Regions from separate parts of the Gossypium hirsutum genome. Here region 2 is linked to region 1. A link is a contact called in public Hi-C data. All regions are on one chromosome and are shown on one strand. The core of a region is the stretch at or near the end of the contact, and the rest is flanking DNA. Distances in the headings are between cores, read along the strand shown. Region 1 has its middle 5.6 kb from the start of LOC107890247. Region 2 overlaps LOC107890772 (nucleotide-sugar uncharacterized transporter 1).

Region 1 (5,652 bases), core at 1,021-3,520:
AAAGCAATGATATCAAAAATGTGAAAATTATCAAAAACCAAACAAAAGACTAACCTTCCTTAGGTTTCAAATGACCGAATGCTATCCTCCTCTCTTCCTCTCTACAACCGGCCAAGATGAACAAGGTGATAACCTCCCTCCTTCTTTTTTTTTTCTTTTAGTATCCTTAATATTTCTTTTATCATTTCTTTTCTTTTACTTAAAATAATGTCCACTTCATGGAAATTTACCACATAGTCTAATATATGCTCCATCATGGCCGGCCACTATGTATAAAAAAAGGGGTATTTGACATGCAAAGCCAATATTTTCACTCCTTGCTTAAATTGGTCCTTATAAATTACCCTATCACATTTTTAAAACTTTCTCACATAAGTCCTATGGACTAAATTCACATGCAATTGACTAAATCGAAGCTTGAAATTTTCCACACATTCATAATCACATATTTTAGACAATAATATCACATTCAAACATTTCGGTGACTCGGTTTAGCAGTCCCAAAACCACTTCCCGACTAGGGTCAGTTTTGGGCTGTCACAAAGCCCGTTTGCTTAGAAATTGTTTTCCCAAAACCCAATTGGCCTATTCCTCCCCCAAATCAATTCAAACCTCCATGCCAGCCAATTCCAATTATTTTTCTTATTCTCTCCAGACTTTGTTTTTTTATGAAACCTTAAAATTAAACTCTCTATTCAAACCCCCATTTTCATTAAACTTTTGTTGTGTTCTTTTTTTTTTTGGAGTGGTGTAGGTTTCTATTGTATTTTGGACTTTTGCTTATGTTTTTTTTTATTATAATGTTGTTATTTACTTAAACTCATGCTATTTACTTTGACTTTTACTTATGTTTTTTTATTATAATCTTGTTGTATTTTTTTTTGTTTTTTTAGACTAATGTTGTTTATTTAGGTTGATATTGTGTTGCTTGTATTTATTCACTTATTTACTTTAATTTTTCGTTGTATGATCATGTTTAAAAACTTTAAAGAAAATTATTTTTTGAAAAATTACATAAAAATAAATAACGCTAGAGTCATTTTTTTTTAAAACTTAACTCGAACAAATATATTCGATTCGATTCGATTCGATTCGAATCCCATCTCACTCGACTTGATTCGAGAAAATTTCAAATAAAGTTAGGATGATAAAATAAGATTCAAAAACTCGATTAACTCGAAAATTTTCGATTCGATTCGATTCGATCGAATGCTCACCCCTAATAAAAACTACTAAAAATCATAAATTACTACTTTAAGCATGAAAACCTAAATATATGCTATAATGCTTTGATTTAACTATTTAACTATAATTCATGGCAGATCAGAATTCTACTACTATGAATTATGCTACATACAGTAGAAGTTGTATACCCAACGCATCAATTTTTGGTTCCTTATCTATTTGAACTCTAAGTTTTACTTACATTAAAGTATACGAATCACGCATACATAGTCCATCATCCACTCAGGATTAATGTATGTCGCACTATGAAAGCCACAAGTGAATAAATCTATAAACTTAGTCAATATCTATTCTACTTGAGTCTAGTCTAATGTATTGTCAGTCTATCTTCTAGGAGTCATCTGCTCCAATGTCCAAAACAAAGCATATTCAATGGCCTTGATAAACGACATATTAGTTTTTCAATCAATTTGTTCATTTCCGATTAAACTAAGGACATGTTTGAGTTCTTTTACTAATAGAAATTATCTTTTTGTACTTCCAAATGAAACCCTATAATTTAACTAAATATATAAAATAATCTACAATCTAAGTTAATAACCTAACTTCAAATCCTAAATTAAGATCTTATACATAACTTAATATAATAATCCTAAAGAAAACCTAAAATTATTCTAAAGTTTAAATTAACTCGTCCAATGGATTGAAATCTTAAACAAAATGGAACCTAAATAAAAGCATTTAAAATCTAAAATCTAAAATTACTAGTGACCCAAAATCACAAAATCACAATCATAAACGGAATCATATATATATATATAAAAGAAAATCAACATATGACAAATAATAACAATAATAATAGTAGTAATACCAATAACAACACTTAAATAGACAGTAATAATAATTAACAGAAGTAAAATGATGAAGATGAAAATTAATGCAAAAATTTTAAATCAATAAAAAAATAAATAAATGAAATAAGAAAATAAAGGGTTAGGGTTTAAAAACAATGAATGTAAGAAGTAGAGCACCGAACAGGCAATTATTTGCCTTGGGTTTTCGAAATCAGAGTAAACACAAATCAGAGGGACTGAACTTGGGATATTCCCTTGCGGCGGTCCCCCTTAGCAAATGATGGCGGCACGGAGGACTTATGCAGCAATTCCCCTTTTTTCATGGTTGTAAAAAGGGTTGAGAACCTAATAATTTTAATATTTCCCCTTCTTTTTTTAACAAATACCAAATGACTTTCTCTCTCTTTTTCTCTATTGTCTGGTCTTCTTCTCGGCAAGCTCCCCCGTCAGAGAACCCAAGGGTTCTCCGGCCTCCAGTAGTGGAGCACGGTGGCCGGTATACTAAAAACTTTATTTGAAATTTTTTTGTTTCTTTTATTTCGTTTCTGTTTTCATTTCTTTTTCGGTCTTTTTGTTCGGTCTCTGGCGTAGCTCCGTTACCGGAGAACCGTCCTGTCTCCGGCGCTGGAGCTCCTTCACGGTGGACTCAATATAAAAAAGAAATAAAACAAGCCACTATTTAAACCCCGCACTCTTCTTTCTTTTAAAAAGAAAAAGCCGACATCGTCAAACTCTTTTTCTTCCTTATTTCTCTTCTTCGAGTGAATACCTTCGAAAGGGCCTCTTCCTTCGCTTACCACTTTCTCTCTATTTTTCTGGGATTCTTTCCTTTTTATTTTATTATTGCTTTTTTTTCTGTCTGCGGACCTAGGGTTTTTGTCTTTTGTAATTTATAAACTAGTTAGTGCTAATCTCATTTTTTGCTAATCTTGTATTGCTCAATCTGTAATCTGTTCGTTTGGTTGTTTAATCCATTTTTGTTGTTTGTAAAATGTCAAAAATTGTTTGTTTCCTTTTACCAATATTCCCTTATGCTGAGTACTTGGGCTATCGGTTGCCAAAATGAATAAAATTGCTATCTTGGTTCTTTCTTCCACCGGCCGCAACAGTTAGCTAGGTACAACACCCTAGCTATAAAGATAAAAAAAAAAAAGAAATATGGACCTTTAGGCCGAATTAAAAACGATCGTGAAAATTATTTTAGCCTTGTGTCTTGCAAATGATTAATTTTGGGTCAAAGAAAATGAAGCAAACTTGGAAATTGGGCTTTGAACAAAAATTGGGCTTGAGAATCGATTTTAACATTAAAAAAGAAATGATTTGACGCTTAGAAACAATTTCTATTTTCAAAGTTTAACTAGCTTCCAACGGTCTAGGGTCAAAAGCAAATTTACAAGATTTTAAGATCATATAACAGTATGTTCATTCGGGTAATAAATTGTAATGACAAAAAAAAGAAAAGAAAGGAAAACAATGGATAAAAAGAAAAGAATGGAAAAAAAAAAAGAAAAGGAAAAGTAAATATTTGTAAAAGAAAAAAAAAGTAAGTAAAGGAAAGGAAAATAATGGAAAGTTAAGGAGAGGAGAAGTTATATGGTTATTTTGTTTGGATAATTAAATTAATAAAGGAAAAAAAACATAGAATGACTTTTCATTATCTATTTTTTATTAAACTATAGAAAGTTAAAGAAGTAATTATTTATAATATTTTTTTTCAATTATATTCTTCTCAAGGAAAACGTAAATGATATTCACTCCTTTTACTTAAAAAAAAGTTATCCAAATAAAGGAAAGGGTATTACTTTCCCTCACTTTCCTAATCTTCTATTTTCCTTATTTTTATTCAATCCAAACATATGGAATTTTAGTTCTCAATATAGCTGGTTATTGACGGTTAACTCTAGTTTTTTCCTTAATTATTTAGTTGTTCTTAGTGAATTCTTGTAATTAGGTGAAGTTTTATTGTAACCGAGATTAAATTTTAGTAAATCTCAAGAGTTTGTGAGCTGAATTGGATACTTTTGGCAATCCAAGTAGGCAAGTGGAGATATCTCAAGTATGGGACTTGATGAGCATTTCTCAACTCTTCCTATAGCTTGATTTCTGAATATTAATGATTATTATATTGCCTTGTTTTCAAAGCATTAGCTAAATTTCTTCAAGGTTAATTGTATTTGGACGATGAGTTGATGTGATAAGATTAACACGGATGTCAATTTACATGTTAATTTTGCTTAACTGATTGGGCTCAACTTGATTCTAGTGTTTGATACACATTAGTGTTTCTAATCATACAATAAATGAGAGTTAACCATAGCGATCCAATCAATTAGTGTCGTGGGAGATAGAGCCAACCAGTGAAGTTCTAAATTAGAGGCAAACATTATTCTTTCTAGTTTTATCTTTGGAGTATTTATTTGACAATGATCTCTTGAAAATATTAAAAAATATTATTTTAGAAAATTCATTGAAATATATATGTTGTTTTAGAGATAAAAATCTCAATTCTAATATTAAAATTCTGCTTCTTTTTTATGTCTGTAAAATTTGAAATTTCATTTTAACGTAATAATGAATAAATTTAAAAACATAATTATAAGGTATGATATGATGATTATTCATTTTATTATTTAACCATGAAATAAGAGATTTAATTTTCAATTATAAAAAAAAAACATATTCGATAACTAATAGTTTATTTCTTTTAAAAACATCTGCGACCACCGTTAATTAAGGTTAAGATCAACAACCCGATTTGGAAAAAAATATTGGTGAAGCTACAAGTAGGTGTTAGGAAAAGCAACAATTAGGAGTTCACGTGTGAGATAAATAAAAGGAGAACCCGTGAAGGATGCACTGATTCCAAGCGAAGGAAAGCAGACAAAATTCCTGGCATTTCACCACCCGACAACACCCTATTTATATCCACTCTAGGACAACTTGGATTCATCAGCACTTCCAGCTTCAACCTTCACCATCAGGTTCAGCAATATAAATAGATAGAGACCCGTGACTCATTCTTTACTATCAATGCCAACTCATCCTTTGCTTAAAAATGATCTTGTGGATTGAATTATTATAAGATGATTTTTTCTGTGTGTATGGGACAATCACATGGCAGCTTTTGCAAATAAATTTTCTATTCTGTTTTCTTTGTTCTTTTGATTTGTTCTCAATCAACAATATGTAAGATGAGTCAATTTTGGCACTTGGATTGTTAACCTATGTTTCATAAGTTGCTTCTATAAGCAAATTAGTTCCAGTATAAAAGAAATCAAATTTAAATTTGTCTATTTATTTTTGTAAGTAAATATTTTAAAATTGAAAAGAGTGTAAGCTTGTTAGAATGTTAAAAATTATTAGAATTATTGTATTTTACAATAAATTTTCGAGGCTACGTATTTTTACTATCATAATTTTTGGTGCTTTTTAATATCATTTTAAGCACAAGTGAACAACTTTTTCGTGTTGAAATTTACTTTCACTTTAAAATTAAATTCATTAGGAAAAAAAAAACCTAATACAGGCAATGGAAAGTAATCCGGACAAATTTCATCAAGGGATGTCATGAGCCATGCTTCGACTGTCGAGCCATGTCTTGTAAGAAGCTTGC
Region 2 (5,652 bases), core at 864-3,363, 640 kb before region 1:
ACATCCTTAACCCATTGACATATATCATTACGAAGGATATCCCACTAACTTTGGAAGAAATAAGTATGAAAACTATCACTCCCAGGGGCTTTTAGTGGGGCCATGTCGAATAACGCTATTTTAATCTCCTCATCATTTATATCAGCTTCCAAAAAAAAAGTCTTTGAGGGATTAAGACAAGGAAAACCAAAATTAGGAATGTCTCTCAAGACAGAAGGTACCTCACCATAAAGTCTTTCAAAGAATTCCACCGCTTTAGATTGCAGGATATCTTGATTAGAGTACTATTCTCCATTATCTATACGTAAGGATGTGATTTGGTTAAAATTCCTTCTCCTTATTGTACACTATGGAAGAATTTAGTATTACGATCACCCAATTGAAGCCAATCACACCGAGCTTTTTGTCTCTAGAGTAAATCTTCATGGTCTAGAACGTTTTCTAGCTCATCTTTAATTTCCATCTCTTTTTTAGCTAAACATGTAGAGATAGAGTTGACTAAGGCACTTTGAATACTATTGAGCGATCTCATGAGGTTCCGCTTACGAGTACCCAAAAAGCCATACACATTCCTGTTCCAATCTTTGACAGAATAAACAAAATAGGTTAATGAGTCAACCATATTACCTGCAAATTTCCATTTATCTCTGACAAGATTGGGGAAATCATTGTGGTTTGTCCATCCTGCTAAGAATCTGAAGGGTCTGCCTTTATTTATACAAAAATCCGGTCTAGTAGACAATAAGAGAGACCGATGATCCGATTTAATCCAAGTGAGATGATGAACTAAGCACTACGAGAAAGTTATCATCCAAGCGTCATTTGCTAAGGCCCGATCGAGTCTAACAAAAGTGGCCACCTCGTTGCCAAGTGTAGGAAGAATCACTATACCTCAAGTTCTGCAACTCACAAGAATCAACAAAATGTCCAAATAAATCACATCGCTTACCTATGGTAAATGGACTTTTCTTATCCGCAGGTGATAAAATGGCGTTAAAGTCCCCCATAATAAGCCAAGGGATAGAATGATCAGGGATTACAGATTTTAACCCCTTCCAAAGACGCTTACGTTTTGATCTATCTAGGCTGCCATATAGAAAATAAATAAAGAGGAACTTATTAAGGATAAAGTTATCAATACGTAAAAAAATAAATTGAGGATGGTTTCGAATGATTTGAACTTGAACCGTCTCCTTCCATCTGACCCAGATACCACTTGCAAAACCAACAACTTTAACTCGATGTGAGCAATTAAAACCCAATTTCTCAATAATAGAATTAACCTTAATAACACTCACTCTCGGTTCAACCAAACAAATAATATCAGATCGGTGTTCCACATTGTATTCTCGAAAAGCTTAAATAAAATTTCTGCTAGCACAGCTTTGACAATTCCATGTAAAAATATTTAAATTTAGCCCATAATAAATAATTAAATAGATAAAAATAAAACCAAATAGAAGATTAAAAACAACGAAACTTTAAAATAAATCAAACCCAAATAACCATAAAAGTTCAAAGGACCCAAAAGACTAGCTCCCACTTGTTGTTCATCAAAATTTGGAACAACTTCAAAATCAAGATCACCTTTGGATAAAGCCGAAAGACTCTCAGCCAGTTGCTCCAGAGACTCCTTCAACATCACTCGGTGTGAGTCAGAGGTTTTGAATCAGGTACTATTACTATGGAAAATTCTGCTTTGTTTTTTTAGTAATTCTCCTTCCCCTGTTTCTCATTCCCTTTCCCGTGCCAGAGAAAGCCACTGTAGACAGACCCAAGGATCTTTTAAGAGAAGGATCACTGCTGTTAATATTGAGATTTTTGTTTTCAGGAAAAACCACAGTCGAGTGTTTGCCGGAATCGAGACCTCCTACTTCCACCAGAATTTCGTTTTGGTTATGCACAACAAATGTTGATTCTACCCGAAAGGTTGAAGCCCTGCCTTCAAGATAAAGATCTACCTCATTATGAGATTTTCTTTGCGATCCGGCCGCCGTAGGGGACCGACTGCAACTACCAGCAACCTCAGGATTAAACTGGGCTACTGACTTCGGGCCAAACTGATCCATCATGCCTCAGGCTTGAAAATTCGGAGAAACCCCAAGGCCCAGGTGTTTAGACGGTTCTTTAGAGAGTTGTAAGCTATTATTATTCCCGTCTGTCTGACCGTTGTGCTGGAAGCCAGAATCCTTATGGAAATTTCCAATTAAAACTTCTTTCCTTCTAGGTCTCCGAGAATCTGGCAAATCCACCTCATAATTCTCTTTGGTCAAATCCTTATTGTTAAGGACCCTAAAACGAGAACCTTCAATTTCCCTCTCATGATTTCCTAAAGAGTTTTGCGCATTCTCTCTAAACTTCCACCTTGATTTCCTTTCGACAATCATCCATGGCCTGTAAATTTCGTTCGTCTTCTCTGACCCGTCCGCGGCCCTATTTCGACTTTCTGATGGCACTTCCGGTGGGTCAATATTCTTTTCACCAATGGGATCATGGTTTCTATAATTACAAAAATTCTCTACATGCCCATATCTCTCACAAAGGAAGCAAATTGTAGGTAAAGATTCGTACTCCACATTTTGTTTTCGACCATTAATCAGGATTTAGGAAACCAAAGGTTTATCCAAGTCAACTTAAATAACCATTGTAGCAAAGTGACCCCTTGCCCTGTTATCGGTGTTCATATCCAACTTGGCTACTTTTCCAACCATTCTCCCTATCTCAGTAATGATTTTATGATTTTATGATTGTACAAATAACCAACTAGGCTAAGAAATCTGATCCAAGCCATCACAACACTTGGAAATCCCTGTATAGGATCAAAAGCTAATGTCCAAGGTTGGACAGTCAAGTATTGACCAAAAATGGTTCAGGGACCTTCTAAAAGAGCTTTTTCACAATCTAGTTTATTTTGAAATTTGACCAGCAAATATCCATTCTCAATATCCATCATATGCAAAGGCTCCACGGGTCTCCACAAGTTATATATTTTGTTCTGGAAAACCTAAAATCTAATAGTACGACCAAGAAATTTTAAAATCACGGTGTTCTTCATACCTTGAATGAGGATTTAATGAATCCTATCCGAGAAAGTTATAGCAGGCACTCCATTCACAAATAATTTCTGGATGTCTCCTTCCAATATGTCAATTTCTTTTTTTCCTTCCGATCTATTGAGAGTGTCCTTTGGAGATTGTCCGGCGAGTTTGTCTCTTCACGAAATAGGTTGTTCCGAAGACAGATCAACCATCATGTCACTACTCGTGTCAACATATTTCTCTCTAAATTGAATTTTTTTAGGCATCAACTCCTCCGCAATGAATTTCACAGAACCGGAGTTATCACAGAGAGAAGACATTTTTAAGACCTAGGCAGAGCTTTCTTTTTCCCTAAATTTTTCCTTCGAGTATATTTTAATCTTCAGTGAGTTCATAACCTTAAACTCGTTAGAAAAGAGTCTTAAACCTCTACAATTAGAATAAAAATACCATTTTGCCTTTTTGTCTCTTTGCATAATTTCTTCACAACAATAGATACTTATCAAATCTAAATATCATAATTCACATTAAACTCTTAATAATAATCCTGGTATGGTAAAAGTTACACTTTTATCCTCTTCTCGACAAAAATAGAAATTTTACAATTTAATCCATATATTTTGAAATCTTTTTCATTTTATTTCCAAGAGTTGTTTTTATCGCACTAATACATATTCCAATTTTATTCTCATGCCAAATAATCAGTAATAACTCTTATTTCTTTTTTGATTAAATTTGCACTTTAATTCTCCAACTTTTTCAAATTTACAATTTAATTCTTTTGCTACATGTCCAATGTCCACAATACTATTCATCGAATTCTATCCCTAATATCAATTTTCCTTTTGTAAAATTTGTATCTGACTCAATTTTTAATTTTTTCGTCATTTCATTGTTTCAAATCTCAGAACAGTACTCTATCTTATTGAAAATTTGGGGGTGTTACAAAAAACCTTGTCCTCAAGCTTGAAGTCACAGTTCCCTTGCATCTGTTGTTATGTCTGTTGGTTCATTGTCCTTTATTTCCAACTAGAAAAGCTTTTTGCATTGATTGGGTTTGCGCATATAGCTCATCACAATTGTAACAAAGTCCTTTTGCACGTTGTTCAGTCATCTCTCTGCTTGTTAGTGTTTTAACGAAGGTAGAAGGGTCATTGCTAAATTTGGGTGTAGCTCGCGTTCTTTTGTCCAGAATCATCTTAGTTGTTGTTTATGTAATTTTGGAATTCTAGACAGCAGTAGGATTATCAGGTCGGTTTGTTTCTGTTAGTAATTTTTTTTCTCAAATAGCCTTTCTAGACTCATCTCTTGAACTAGATTGGGTAGGTGATGTAATTCCACATCGTCTCTGAAGGATTCGATTAGGCCTCAAGTGAACAAGTCCACCTGTTGATTGATAATAAAGGATACAAGGGAATCGATTGGCTCATCTGATCCATACCTCAAGACCTTTTAAAATTCAGAATGAGTTTTCTAGCGATGCAAATATGCATCTGCCGAGTGAAAGAAAAAAGTAGAACAAAATACTTTTTAAGTACTCTGAAGATTGTATCCTTAGAAGAAAGTTAATTGTGGGATCGAGATTCCGATTGGATGGAACATTTTAAGCTAATGAATCAACAATAAATTTAATCGGATTAGAGGTTATTAACATGATCAAAAACAGTGAATTCAATCTTAACTTCTCAATTGACAGTAGTAATCCTATAACTTTGATTTCCAACAACACTTTCAATAGCAAACTCAAGTGTCGGCAATTTGCTTTTCGTTTTCTTTCTTTGTTTAATTCCTCGTATCCTATGAAATCTTTCAGGTGGTTGCGTTAGCAGTTGTATCAGTTGGGGTTGCTGTTGCTACTGTAACTGATTTACAATTCATCTTCTTCGGTGCTTGTGTAGCATTGGCATGGATAATACCTAGTGCAGTCAATAAAATACTTTGGTCCAACTTGCAACAACAACAAAAATGGACAGCATTGGCGTATGTTTCATGTTCCTCTGAGCTTGTTTGGCAGTTTTAGGTTGAGTGGAATAAATGTATAGCCTGCGAAAAAAGATTCTACATTTGGATGTTTAGATGGGATGCAAATTTTTAAGTAATATTTGCTTGTTCTCTTGATAGGAAAGATTGTAAGTTCCTTTTGGAGATAAGATTAATCCTTTCTTGTTCTCACTATTCCTTTCCCGATAATATCCAAACATGGTCATGGTTACCTGCGTGCAAGAAAATATTTCTTTTCCTTTACGTTGATTATCTTAAATATTTCAAAACTTCTCACTGGTTTAAGTTGTGAATTTGTTGAACAGATTAATGTGGAAGACTACACCAATCACTTTGGTTTTTTTGGTTTTTATGATTCCTTTGGATCCTCCTGGTTTACTTGCGTTCCATTGGAGCTTCAGCAGTACATCAGCCATTCTCGTGTCTGCTTTTCTTGGCTTCTTGCTTCAGTGGTCCAGTGCTTTGACACTTGGGTAAGTTCCAATTAAGCTAGTTTTTAGTTTGATCCATGCTGCAACTTGCTATCATTGATGTTTACGACTTGCCATAATATCATCTTTTTTGCTTTATGGGGTTGGTTTTATAGTACAGTGCTTTTTCCCCTTTAACATAG

What was found. Hi-C and Micro-C count contacts between places; a contact is called where the count stands out from the background.
Region 2: a Hi-C map of leaf shows a contact between it and region 1, with 1.7 times the contacts expected there. The contact joins two enhancer-like sites. A contact is called at or near these places in 3 of 34 Hi-C or Micro-C datasets (callus, hypocotyl and leaf).

What each region holds. Positions count from the first base shown.
Region 1 is chrA11:77,794,434-77,800,085 of Gossypium_hirsutum_v2.1, reverse strand. No RefSeq gene overlaps it. Among protein-coding and RNA genes, the nearest start is that of LOC107890247, 5.6 kb to the right of the region's middle. Within about 2 kb of position 2,270, at least 8 of the 9 cell types and tissues checked have an H3K27ac peak or open chromatin away from gene starts, as enhancers often do. A contact at or near this core is called in leaf, where this site is marked.
Region 2 is chrA11:78,436,887-78,442,538 of Gossypium_hirsutum_v2.1, reverse strand. It overlaps LOC107890772 (nucleotide-sugar uncharacterized transporter 1), which reads left to right. Exons shown (of 7, transcript XM_016815308.2): 5 at 4,852-5,018; 6 at 5,345-5,512. Among protein-coding and RNA genes, the nearest start is that of LOC107890772, 9.4 kb to the left of the region's middle. Within about 2 kb of position 2,113, at least 7 of the 9 cell types and tissues checked have an H3K27ac peak or open chromatin away from gene starts, as enhancers often do. A contact at or near this core is called in leaf, where this site is marked.